Regions from separate parts of the Xenopus laevis genome. Here region 2 is linked to region 1. Evidence: chromatin contacts called from public Hi-C data. All regions are on one chromosome and are shown on one strand. Each heading gives the region's core, a stretch centred on a gene start, on an enhancer-like site or on the middle of the called end of the contact. The rest is flanking DNA. Distances are from core to core; before and after follow the strand shown. Region 1 holds the start of arntl.S (aryl hydrocarbon receptor nuclear translocator like S homeolog). Region 2 overlaps LOC121393191 (a long non-coding RNA gene).

Region 1 (5,878 bases), core at 1,685-4,184:
TGGACATGGTCAACAATCAAGGCCCCCAGCATACCAGATGACTAAGGAGATGTGAGAGTTGTAATTCAACCCCAGGAACAGTCATATGTGGCTTTAGCGGATGCATGGGAAAGTTAGTTAGTCTCAGGCCAGTAACCCATAGCAACCAGATATTTCCTTTCAAACTGCACTAAATAGCTAAAAGTAAACTGCTACTGGTTACTATGGGTTACCTTTGCATGCGCTTATTGCTGGTTCTCTCTCTCTCTCGGAACAATGTAGCAGAAGCCAGCCTTGCTTGTTTTTTTACGTTTACTAATCAGCTGGCATCAGCTACATTGTTTCAAGTCAGAACCAGTGCAGGGAACAAAAAGTGACAGACTCTGCTTTTAGTCACCAATGATTGTTACACATAACGCTTAACCCAGTAAGATTGAGGAATGAATGGCTATTGGGAAGTTGTATCAGTAGGGACAGACACAATGACAGTTACACAGAACTATAAACCCAGTGAGAATGAGGAAAGAATGGATATTGGGAAGTTGTATCAGGAGTCAGAGGCAGCAGTGCAGAGAAAGGGACAGATACAATGACAGCTACACAGAACTATAAACCCAGTGAGAATGAGGAAAGAATGGATATTGGGAAGTTGTATCGGGAGTCAGAGGCAGCAGTGCAGAGAAGAGAAAGGGACAGACACAATGACAGCTACACAGAACTACAGTATAAACCCAGTGAGAATGAGGAATGAACGGATATTGGGAAGTTGTATCAGGAGTCAGAGGCAGCAGTGCAGAGAAAGGGACAGACACAACAACAGTTACACAGAACTATAAACCCAGTGAGAATAAGGGATTAATCGATTTTTGGAAGTTGCTTAGAATGATATTTTCTTAGGTAAAATGCAATGTTAGGGTTTATACTCCCTTTAAAGCCATACGCAGGTCTCTCATTTCCAAGTCTTAGTGCTAAATAAAATCACTCGGTAGAGCGGAACCCCACATTTTAAACCAAAAGGGAGCAATTTGCCTGGTTATAAAACAGGGGATGACTGACCCTGACCCAAGACGGTTCTGCTACACAAGAAGCTTTTGTCCTATGAACAGGTGGCTGGCCCAGACCTCTTATGTAGCGTGGGAGCAAGAGGCTTAGCAAAGGCAGCTCTGTAACCCCTGACTCCCAGTGCTCCGGATATATCCATGGTAACAATTAGAGTGTAAGCTCTCAGGGCCGGGAAACCTTTGTCTGTGTTTTGAGGTAAAATCAATTTGTTACATGTAATTCATGACTCGCCTTCATCTGCCACTCAACACTTCAATCCCTGACGCATAGGAAATGGCTGATTAGTAATTAATGACGCTGACGTATCTCATGGCTGCATGGAAACCAGTGTGACCGGCGGCGTGCATGGAAATGAAGGATTTAACCTGGTTTAAATATGATTCATCGTACAAATCAGAGTTGTGGTGCCCCTACCCCATGTAAAGGTGCCATGTGCTCAGAGTAAAAAAAAAAAAACCCACATGCCTGAATATATTTTTAAATACTGCCCCCCCATACACACACACACTGGGGCATATTTTGGGCAATAGCTGTAATATCATGCCCCAGCTGCCCTTCTCATGCCATACTTACAACTAAACAGAAATCCCTGCTACAAACAGCTTGCAATCTATCACATATGCAGTTATATATCCCCATTTCCATTTCTTACACAAACCAGTGTCCCAGTATAAATGACCAGTATCTGGGAGGGAATAAAATCCCAATATACTTTGATAAAATCCCATCACCTGCTGCCGTTCCCAGGACTTCTCTTACTTCTCCCCCCAGCTTGTCTGTTATTCCTATTATAATAGCTATTTCCCAGATATATTCCCAGTCACCGTCTCAGAATTCCTGAAATGTAACATCCAGAAGCTCTGACAAAATATTTCCATTGCTGTCAATTATTCCATGTTTTTCCATGTACCCGAGGTCACATTCCCAATTCGCAGCCTGATAATTGCCCATTTACATGGGAGCAACATATGTGACTGTAAAACACCTGATCTCTTGCTGATAAATCCGGCATCCAATTCAATCACATTCAATAAAAATTCTGCAGGCGCCACTGCCCATTTGAGCCAATGCACTTTCCAAGCTCCCAGAACATCAATTATTTCCCACTTCCCAGTATTCCAGATAATTGGCCCATATTCCCAAATCCCAAGCAAAAACATATTCCAGGGTATAAACATTTCCTGTATTCTCTTTATTCACAGATATCCAAACACACATTCCAGTTGTAAACATTCCCAGTATGCCAAAATATAATTCCAGTATCCATGTAATCATTCCCAGCATGACATCACACATTCTCTGACTTAACGCTGTCAGTATCCCAGTACCCAAGGCTCCCAGTAAACACTTTATACCAATAACCATTCCCAGGGCCCCAGTACTTAACAACAGCCTTCCAGTATCTTATTCCCAGTATTCCTATCGGACATTCCCACTACACATTCCCAGTATTCGTATCAGACATTCCCAGTATTCTTATCAGACATTCCCACTACACATTTCCAGTATTCCTGTCTGACATTCCCAGTATTCCTGTTGGACATTCCCACTAGACACTTCCAATATACCTATATTCAGATCAGATATTCCCAGTACTCCTGTCAGACATTCCCACTACACATTCCCAGTATCCCTGTCAGACATTCCCAGTATTCCGGTCATACACTGGCAATACAAAAGTGCAGCTTCCCAGTATCCCCGCGACCCAGTGGCCATTGCCAGCAGATAATCCCACACACAGGCAGTTTCCCAGTAAACCTTCCCAACAGAGCCCCTGGCAGCGCTGTGCAAATCAGTGCCAAAGGCCAGGCTTGGGGTCCCCCCACCCCAGTGTGCCAGCAGCAGAGGAGGAGGAGCACTCACCGTCAGGCGCACGCAGGGAACTGGAGGAGACACAGCTACCCGTCCCTGACCTACTTTCTGCCCTCACTAAATGTCGCACCACTAACCTACTTTCCAGCCAATGGCGTTCGAAGGCACCCTAGATGTCAGTGCCAGCCAATCACAGCCATCCAATTCCGTGATATCCAATAGGAGCCGCGTTCCTACTTCATAACATCTCTAGCAACGTCATCCAATGAGAAACTCCGAGAAACCAAGCTGCAGCCATGGCGGTACACAAATGGGGGAGCGTTCTTAGCGGCCATCTTGGTGGTGGCATTAGACGGCGGTTTCATGGCTACGCATAAGGAGGAGGCGGGAGACCTAAATATAGCCCTGATTAATGTTTATTAATGCATTAAAAGTTCCCAATATGGAAAGAGAAAGAGCAGATAGATACCCCCAGTGTCCGACGTCCCCCAAACCACAGCTCCTTCTTTATGCGCAGCCTTCACATACCCACAAGCAATGGGTGAGACATCTGGACTAAGCTAATTCTGACCCGGGCTGCACCATCTGCAGGTGGTTTGTGTCTCCCCCAATCACTGAGCCCCTGGCTGCACACTGTGTTTATGTAGAAACTAAACCTCCTGCAGAATGAGTTGCCCAAGGATTTCTCTCAGCGAATCAGCGGCTGGTTCTGTTCTGTTGACAGTTGATTGGGCTCCAGCATTTCCTTGGCTTGTGCCAGTGACACCCACTGTTGGCTCCTCTCCTATTGTTACAAAGCAATCGGATATCTCACAGCTGAAATGTTTCAGATCCCAGAGCAGAGAGATTTATGTCTGGAACACGAGAGCAAAGGTCGGCGCTGAAATTTTGCCCGGGGGCTTCATCTACTTTATCTTCCAGCAGTCTGGCGCCCCTAGTGGCCAGTGTTTGCACAATGTGTAATGGGAGAGAGCGACAGTGTCTGTGAGTAACACTACTGGGAGCATAGTTATCTGTGCTGAGAGGACAGGAGGATAGTTATGGGTGCTGAGAGGAAAGGAGCATAGTTATGGGTGCTGAGAGGACAGGAGAATAGTTATGGGTGCTGAGAGGACAGGAGGATAGTTATGGGTGCTGAGAGGACAGGAGGATAGTTATGGGTGCTGAGAGGAAAGGAGCATAGTTATGGGTGCTGAGAGGAAAGGAGCATAGTTATGGGTGCTGAGAGGACAGGAGAATAGTTATGGGTGCTGAGGGGACAGGAGAATAGTTATGGGTGCTGAGAGGAAAGGAGCATAGTTATGGGTGCTGAGAGGAAAGGAGCATAGTTATGGGTGCTGAGAGGACAGGAGAATAGTTATGGGTGCTGAGAGGACAGGAGAATAGTTATGGGTGCTGAGAGGACAGGAGGATAGTTATGGGTGCTGAGAGGAAAGGAGCATAGTTATGGGTGCTGAGAGGAAAGGAGAATAGTTATGGGTGCTGAGAGGACAGGAGGATAGTTATGGGTGCTGAGAGGAAAGGAGAATAGTTATGGGTGCTGAGAGGACAGGAGGATAGTTATGGGTGCTGAGAGGACAGGAGGATAGTTATGGGTGCTGAGAGGACAGGAGGATAGTTATGGGTGCTGAGAGGACAGGAGGATAGTTATGGGTGCTGAGAGGAAAGGAGAATAGTTATGGGTGCTGAGAGGACAGGAGAATAGTTATGGGTGCTGAGAGGACAGGAGAATAGTTACAGTTAGGCCCATAAATCTTTGGACAAAGACAACTTTTTTTAAAATTTTGGTTCTGTACTTTACCACAATTAATTTTAAATGAAACAACTCAGATGCAGTTGAACTGCAGATTTCAGCTTTAATTCAGTGGGTTGAACAAAAAGATTGCATAAAACTGTAAAGAACTAAAGCCTTTTGTAACACAATCACTTTATTTCAGGGGCTCAAAAGTAATTGGACAAATTAAAAACTGAAAATAAAATGTTAATTTCTAATACTTGGTTGAAAACCCATTGCTGCCAATGACAGCCTGAAGTCTTGAACTCATGGACATCACCAGATTCTGGGTTTCCTCCCTTTTAATGCTCTGCCAGGCCTTTACTGCAGCGGCTTTCAGTTGCTGTTTGTGTGTGGGCAGGGCCGCTTCTGCCATGAGGCAAGGTGAAACCCTTGCCTCAGGCGGCAGCGAGCGGCCAGTTACAAGGGGTGGCAAAAAGCCGCCTCTTGTAACTTTAAGAGCCGAACTTCCGGGTTTTAACCCGGAAATTCGGCTCCGCTAGTGCAAAAAGCGCTATTGCGCTCAATGCACTAGCGATACTGCCCCCTGAAACCCGCTCCGACGCTAATTTTTAAGCATGGAGCGGGAGAGGAGGGGGGTGGCATCTGGGCTGCTGCCTCAGGCGGCAGCAGCCCCATAATCGGCGCTGTGTGTGGGCCTTTCTGTCAGAAGTTTAGTCTTCAACAAGTGAAATGCAGCTCAATTGGGTTCAGATCAGGTGACTGACTTGGCCATTCAAGAATATTCCACTTCTTTGCTTTAATAAACTCCTGGGTTGCTTTGGCTGTATGTTTTGGGTCATTATGAAACCACCTCCCAATCAATTTGACTGCATTTAGCTGGATTTGAGCAGACAGTGTCTCTGAACCCCTCCGAATTCATTCGGCTGCTTCTGTCCTGTGTCACATCATGGATAAACACTAGTGTCCCAGTGCCACTGACAGCCATGCACACCCAAGCCATCACACTGCCTCCCAAATGTTTTATACATGATGTGGTATGCTTTGGATCATGAGCTGTTCCACGCCTTCTCCATATTTTTTTTTGCCATCATTCTGGAAGAGATTGATCTTGGTTTCATTTGTCCAAAGAATGTTTTTCCAGAACTGTGCCGGCTTTTTTAGATTTTTTTTGTAGCAAAGTCCCATCTAGCCTTTCTATTCTTGAGGCTTATGAGTGGCTTGTACCTTGCAGTGCACCCTCTGTATTTACTTTCATGCAGTCTTCTCTTTATGGTAGACTTGGATATT
Region 2 (5,878 bases), core at 1,764-4,263, 71 kb after region 1:
CAACAACTGCCACCCTCACCCGCACATGCTGCTTTTCTCGTGCCCAGATGTATTGGGGTGCAGTGGGAATCACTAATAACTTAGCAGGGTCCACTGCGTCCAAAAGTGTCCAGTGGAGGACTGGGGTTTTTTAAAGCTTTTTTCTATATAGGTCCCCCAAAGCTGCCACCCTTGGCACAGAGGTGAGTTGTCTATATATGGATACGACCCTAGTCAGGAATCCTTAAAGGGCCCCTTCTGTCTTTGAGCTCCCCTGTGGTCTGCTCGCCCGGTAGATATACCCCCCAATGGCTTGATATGCCTTTAGGGTCGGACTGGAGCATTGGGGGCCCACCGGGACTGCAACCCAAAGGGCCCTCCTGGCAGTCACTGGGCCTCCCCCCCCCCCATTTTTACACTATGGCTCCCACTCATGTGCATGAGCACTGCGCTTATCAGGGGAGCAGGTCCACCGGGATTTTTCCTGGTGTCCCGCAGGCCCAGTCGGACCCTGGATGCCTTGCTCCATATACACTTAAAGATCAGAGCATTAAGCTGGCCATAGACGCAAAGATCCGATCGTATGAATTCTGGAACGATCGAACTTCCCCATCTCCCGACCTGCAACTAACTATTCAGATCAAATAAAGTAGAAAAAGAACAGATCAGCCGATGTGCTGCCCCTGACAGCAATCGCATGAAAGTTATGTCCGACAAAAGCTAGTGACAGTCTCCCACTGAAAATCGTCAGATCGGCAATACATGCAGAAGTTTTCTAACCTGATCGACCAAACGACTGATCTCCGCCGGACGAAAAATGTTGGGACTCTCCACACACAGTCCGAAAATTGTACGAATCCTTAATTCGTACGATCGGATCTTTGCGTCTATGGCCAGCTTTAGTCTCACATGACAGGGAAGGATTAGTTCCCTTTATCTGGAAGGCTCATTTGCATTTGCTACCCTGCTTGGGGGGGATCTTAGCTGTGAGAGTGGCTGGGTCAGGACAAACAAACCCATATATCCTTTGAATTACACCAAAGTCTGAAATCTGAACCTTTAATACGACAGAAGACAGAACTATTAAGACCCAAGCTGGACCCAGTCTCCCAGCCTTTCGGGGACGAGTGTTAGAAGATAAATCTGATCCGTTACAGACGCATTGTGAGCCGGCCAGCTCTTGAGATCTGTGAATGGAGAGGGGAGCACTCAAGTTCACAGAAGCGCCTTTTGTTCTATGTGTTGAGTCCCATGAAAGTCCGGCGTTCTCACCAAAACGGGGACACTCTATGGGAGTCAGATGGGTGCTGCTGGCAGTGAGAGTGTGCGCTCTCTTTCTCTCTCCCTTTGTTCCCAAAGCTCGGAACAAAACGGGTTCTTTCAGGATCTCTCGCATAACACGGCCCCCTCTCTCCGCTGGACACTGAGAAGGAAATGAGCTCTTTGGCACAGGTTGTCTAAGTGGGTAACACAATCTGCTTTAAAGAGGCGGCAGCTACAACAATTGTGGGAGGAAAGAAAATGCCTGTTAAGCCATTGGTAGTTTTATTGCCGAGTGATTAGTCCCATCAGAGGCTCTTAAGGGGCCACCCGGTTCTTTCCACAGATCCCAGCCTTTGGCTATTGTTAAAGGACAAGTAACTCTGCATTAGCCCTGTCTTACAGGACATATGGGAGGAAAACCTTGTTGATAAGAAAGCTTAGCAAAAGCCAGAGCTAACAAAACCACTGCACTTTTTAAAATTCAAATGTGACCCTCTAATGGGAGAGGAAAAGCTGCTGTAGGAGGCCTGACAATGGGATATATTGTTTGCCCCAAGAAGACAACACCATTGCCCGCAAATATTTTCCATAAATTACTAAGAATATTGCACACCAGGTACATTTTAATTACTGAAGAATTCCTCCCCCCCTCCACAAACCACACATAGTACAAGCCTCTATACGTTTTCTCTATGAAATAATGGACTTTTTTTTCATTATGACTTTAATTAATGAAATTTGCCTAAAACACAACGTTCCCCTCCCCCCCGGGCGGTTGAGCTCTTCCCTTGTTCTTTGTCAGTATCTTAATCTTTAGTGCATAGAATCAAAGAAAAATATAATTTATGCAAAATGGTATTTGAAAATGGGCCACAAAAGTCACAGCCTGACACTGCTTATAAAGTGGGGTACAGAGCCCCTTGTGGTTGCACCTTTCTTTCTGGCGTTAATCTTGCTTTATGGCAGTGATGTTCATTCAGGATCAAGTCTGTCGAGGCACGTGGCAGCTTAAGTTACCCTTAGCTGGGAGAGAAGAACTACAGAGACTCAGCAGTGACAGAGCCAACAAAACCACCGAACCTTTAAAACAAAGCAAATCGTAAACCCGTATGAGACTGAATATAACATCCCAGTTAAAGATTATGTTAAGCAGGGTGGTTATGTGATAAAATGATCCCCATCTGGACTGGATTTTGTTTATTGGAACGGCACAAGGGCAGCTTGATTTACACATTAACATAGGGATAATAGGGAGTTTATCCCCACATGTCGGCCCTCCCCATCCATCAGCCGCTCAATCCAGCGGAGCCCTTGTCCCTTCATGGCCCTCTGCAATGTGATCTTGTTGTTATTTAAAAGAGCTTTCCTGGTCTGAGAGCTGCATTGAGTCCCAGGGAAGTGCCTGCGGGGCCCATTCTTTCTCTTGGTGTCGGGGTGGCTCTGATGGATCAGGGATTATTTTCTTTCCCCCAGGAATGAATGTTTTTTCATGATAGATGGAATCCGCAGGGGTTTTAAAGATTTACCCCCTCCTGCTGTGTGGGTTCTGCTGACTTGAGAGTTGTATGGACTGCTGAGGGCCCCTGTACCATGCAGGGCCCCTGGGCATCTACACAGACTATATATGTACCCATGCTCACAGATGCAGAAATGAATTACCAACATCCAATGAGGAGCAGACATGAAACTCATTGGCGGTTTCAGTCACCGAATCTCCGTCACCCAATGGAGGCAGGTAATGGTGATTTGCTGTATTGTAATAAGCAAGTAGGGCAATTTGTCCCAGCAAGACACATTCAGGTGAACGTGATGAGTCTGATAGCGTCTTCACTTTCCTGATCCACCAGTCACTTGATACCCTGGCGATAAAATATTTAGATGCCCAGGAACGATGCCTGCCAACTGTGTGATGCCGCCCTTTGTTACAGCCAATCTGTGGGTGAATATCAGTCACTCCTACTGTGTGATTAGCACGAGTTACTCTCTGTCTGCTTCAGCATTGTTGTATTAGAGGAAGAGATGGAATGGGCCCTTGGCATGGTAGTAAATTGGGGTCCCATCATTTGCATGCCAATGCAGTATCCCTCTTGTATAGAAATACACTGCTCTCTGCGGGGAGTTTATTGGCTCTCCATAGAGCTGCTGCTGTTGGTAGGGGAATGATAATAGCAGGTACGGCAAGATGAAGACAGTAGGGCAAGATGGAGACAGTAGGGCAAGATGGAGACAGTAGGGAAAGATGGAGACAGTAGGACAATATGGAGGCAGTAGGGAAAGATGGATACAGCAGGGCAAGGTGGGGACAGCAGGGCAAGCTGGAGACAGCAGGGCAAGATGGAGACAGCAAGACAAGAAGGAGACAGCAGGGCAAGATGGAGACAGTAGGACAAGATGGAGACAGCTGGGCAAGATGGAGACAGTAGGACAAGATGGAGACAGCAGGGCAAGGGGGGACAGTAGCGCAAGATGGAAACAGTAGGCAAGAGGGAGACTGTAGGACCTAGATAGTTTGTGAGCTCTTGTGAGTAAATCCTACTGTAACCCTTGGCTGCCCCATGGCTCATCCAACTCCAGGTGTAACTTGTCCTGTGATGTCTCCAGGGATAAGTCACCGGCTGGTTCCACAGAACAGTTACTCATTGTGTTTGTAGTCAGGGAATTTAAGGAGGGCTCCTTGGATCCCACTTCCCTATGGGGGCAATTAATGACTCATCGTTGTAACCGTCACTGTTTTCTTTTTATGGAGATCAAAGGCCAAAGAAACAGAAGTTGTCAGTGAGGTGTCACTGTGCCTTTAAGTGCAACTAAATATCATATTATTGGCATTTCCCAGGCTTGGGACTTCCCCCCCCGTCTGTGTCTATTCTATGCCACCCCTTGCTGAAGCCTGGAACCCAAAGGCAAAATCAGCACCCAAGTTAAATGATTATAGAGCCTCATAATACCCCAATACCTATGAGCCCCCAAATTGATACAGCACCGGGAATACCAGACTGTCCCAATCAGATCCAGACAGGTGGCAGTTCCTTAACACAGAGCAGGAAGTTGGGATATAAAAAGTGACCTTGGATGAGATAACAACTCTCAGACTTTATCTCATTTCCCAGTTGTTGAGAAAATAAGCCCAGTCCCAGGCTGATAAATGGATTATTCCACCTAAACTCCCTGGGTGCAAGTTAAATCCATGCGGTGTCCCTCTTTTTTTATCCGATTCCTAAGTAGCCGGGAGTTGTACCTTCCACACCTCGATTGAATTATTAGACACGTCTGTCACCTAGTGGGCATTTGATAATATTGCCAATGGGGAATAAAGGTGTAACTTTTAGCTTGACCTGTAAGTGGAGCAGACACTGTGTGAAACAGTAAAAATAGTAGAAAGAAAACAGCTGATCCCAAAAAAGATAGTGTCCCTTTGAATATAAAGTATTTGTGTCCCTCCAAGTGTCTGGTGTCACTTTAAACATAGGGAATTCTCGGTAGTTATTATTAATAACAAGATGTGCACTCGTAGTGCTTCTTTATGACCACCCCCCTCATTGTAACCAGTTTCTAGAACTCCACAATGAATGTTTTGTTTTTTTTTTGTTATAATGAGATTTTCAAGTTATAAAAAAATAATAACAGTGCCCATATCTGTATTATATTCCCATGAACTCCTTTATTGTCACATAAGACATAACAAGGCACAGAGATGAGGAGAGGGGAGAAGATGCAGGGGGCACAGAAATTGGGAAAGGAGCTTGGAGAAGATAGGACACTGGGATTGGGAAAGGAGAGGGGAGGGGGCATGGGGATTGGGAAAGGAGCTGGGAGAAGATAGGACACTGGGATTGAAAAAGGAGAGGGGAGAGGGCATGGGGATTGGGAAAGGAGAGGGTAGAAGATTGAGGGGGCACTGGGATTGGGAAGGAGAGGGGAGAAGATTGAGGGGGCACTGGGATTGGGAAAGGGGAGAAGATGGAGAGGGCACGGGGATTGGGAAAGGAGAGGGGGGAGAACATTGAGGGGGCACTGGGATTGGGAAAGGAGAGGGTAGAAAATTGAGGGGGCACTGGAATTAGGAGAGGGGAGAAAATGGACAGGACACTGGGATTAAGAAAGGAGAGGGGAGAAGATTGAGGGGGCACTGGGATTAGGAGAGGGGAGAAGATGGAGAGGGCACTGGGGTTAGGAGAGGGGAGAAAATGGACAGGGCATTAGGATTAGGATGGAGAGGGCACGGGGATTGGGAAAGGAGAGGGGGAGAAGATTGAGGGGGCACTGGGATGGGGAAAGGAGAGGGAACAAGATGGAGAGAGCACAGGGATTGGGAGAGGGGAGAAGATGGAGGGGGCACTGGAATTGGGAAAGAAGAGGGGAGAAGATGAAGAGGGCATGGGGATTGGAAAAACGGGAGAAGATGGCGGGGGCACAGATTTTTGGAAAGGCAAGAAGATGGAGGGTTTAGGACTGTAGGCGCTTCCTGTAATAAAAATTCCACCAAATTCTAAGTCCCTCTTTGTCAGAACACCTTTGATGTCTCTTAGATCAAGTGCCTCTCAGCTAGTAAATCGGTTGCCGTTCTCTCCCTCCGGACACACAGCACCTTGCCGCTCAACCTCCGAGACACAAGACAAAAAAGAGAGCAAATTGTACA

The links. Hi-C and Micro-C count contacts between places; a contact is called where the count stands out from the background.
Region 2: a contact with region 1 is called in a Hi-C map of animal cap, with 9 times the contacts expected there. The contact joins the enhancer-like site here to the promoter of arntl.S in region 1. A contact is called at or near these places in 3 of 4 Hi-C or Micro-C datasets (the XL177 cell line, the XTC cell line and animal cap).

Annotation. Positions count from the first base shown.
Region 1 is chr4S:19,106,919-19,112,796 of Xenopus_laevis_v10.1, forward strand. arntl.S (aryl hydrocarbon receptor nuclear translocator like S homeolog) reads right to left here and starts at 2,935. Exons shown (of 18, transcript NM_001095555.1): 1 at 2,905-2,935.
Region 2 is chr4S:19,177,373-19,183,250 of Xenopus_laevis_v10.1, forward strand. All of the region lies in intron 1 of LOC121393191 (a long non-coding RNA gene), which reads left to right. Among protein-coding and RNA genes, the nearest start is that of LOC121393191, 5.9 kb to the left of the region's middle. Within about 2 kb of position 3,014, at least 1 of the 7 cell types and tissues checked has an H3K27ac peak or open chromatin away from gene starts, as enhancers often do.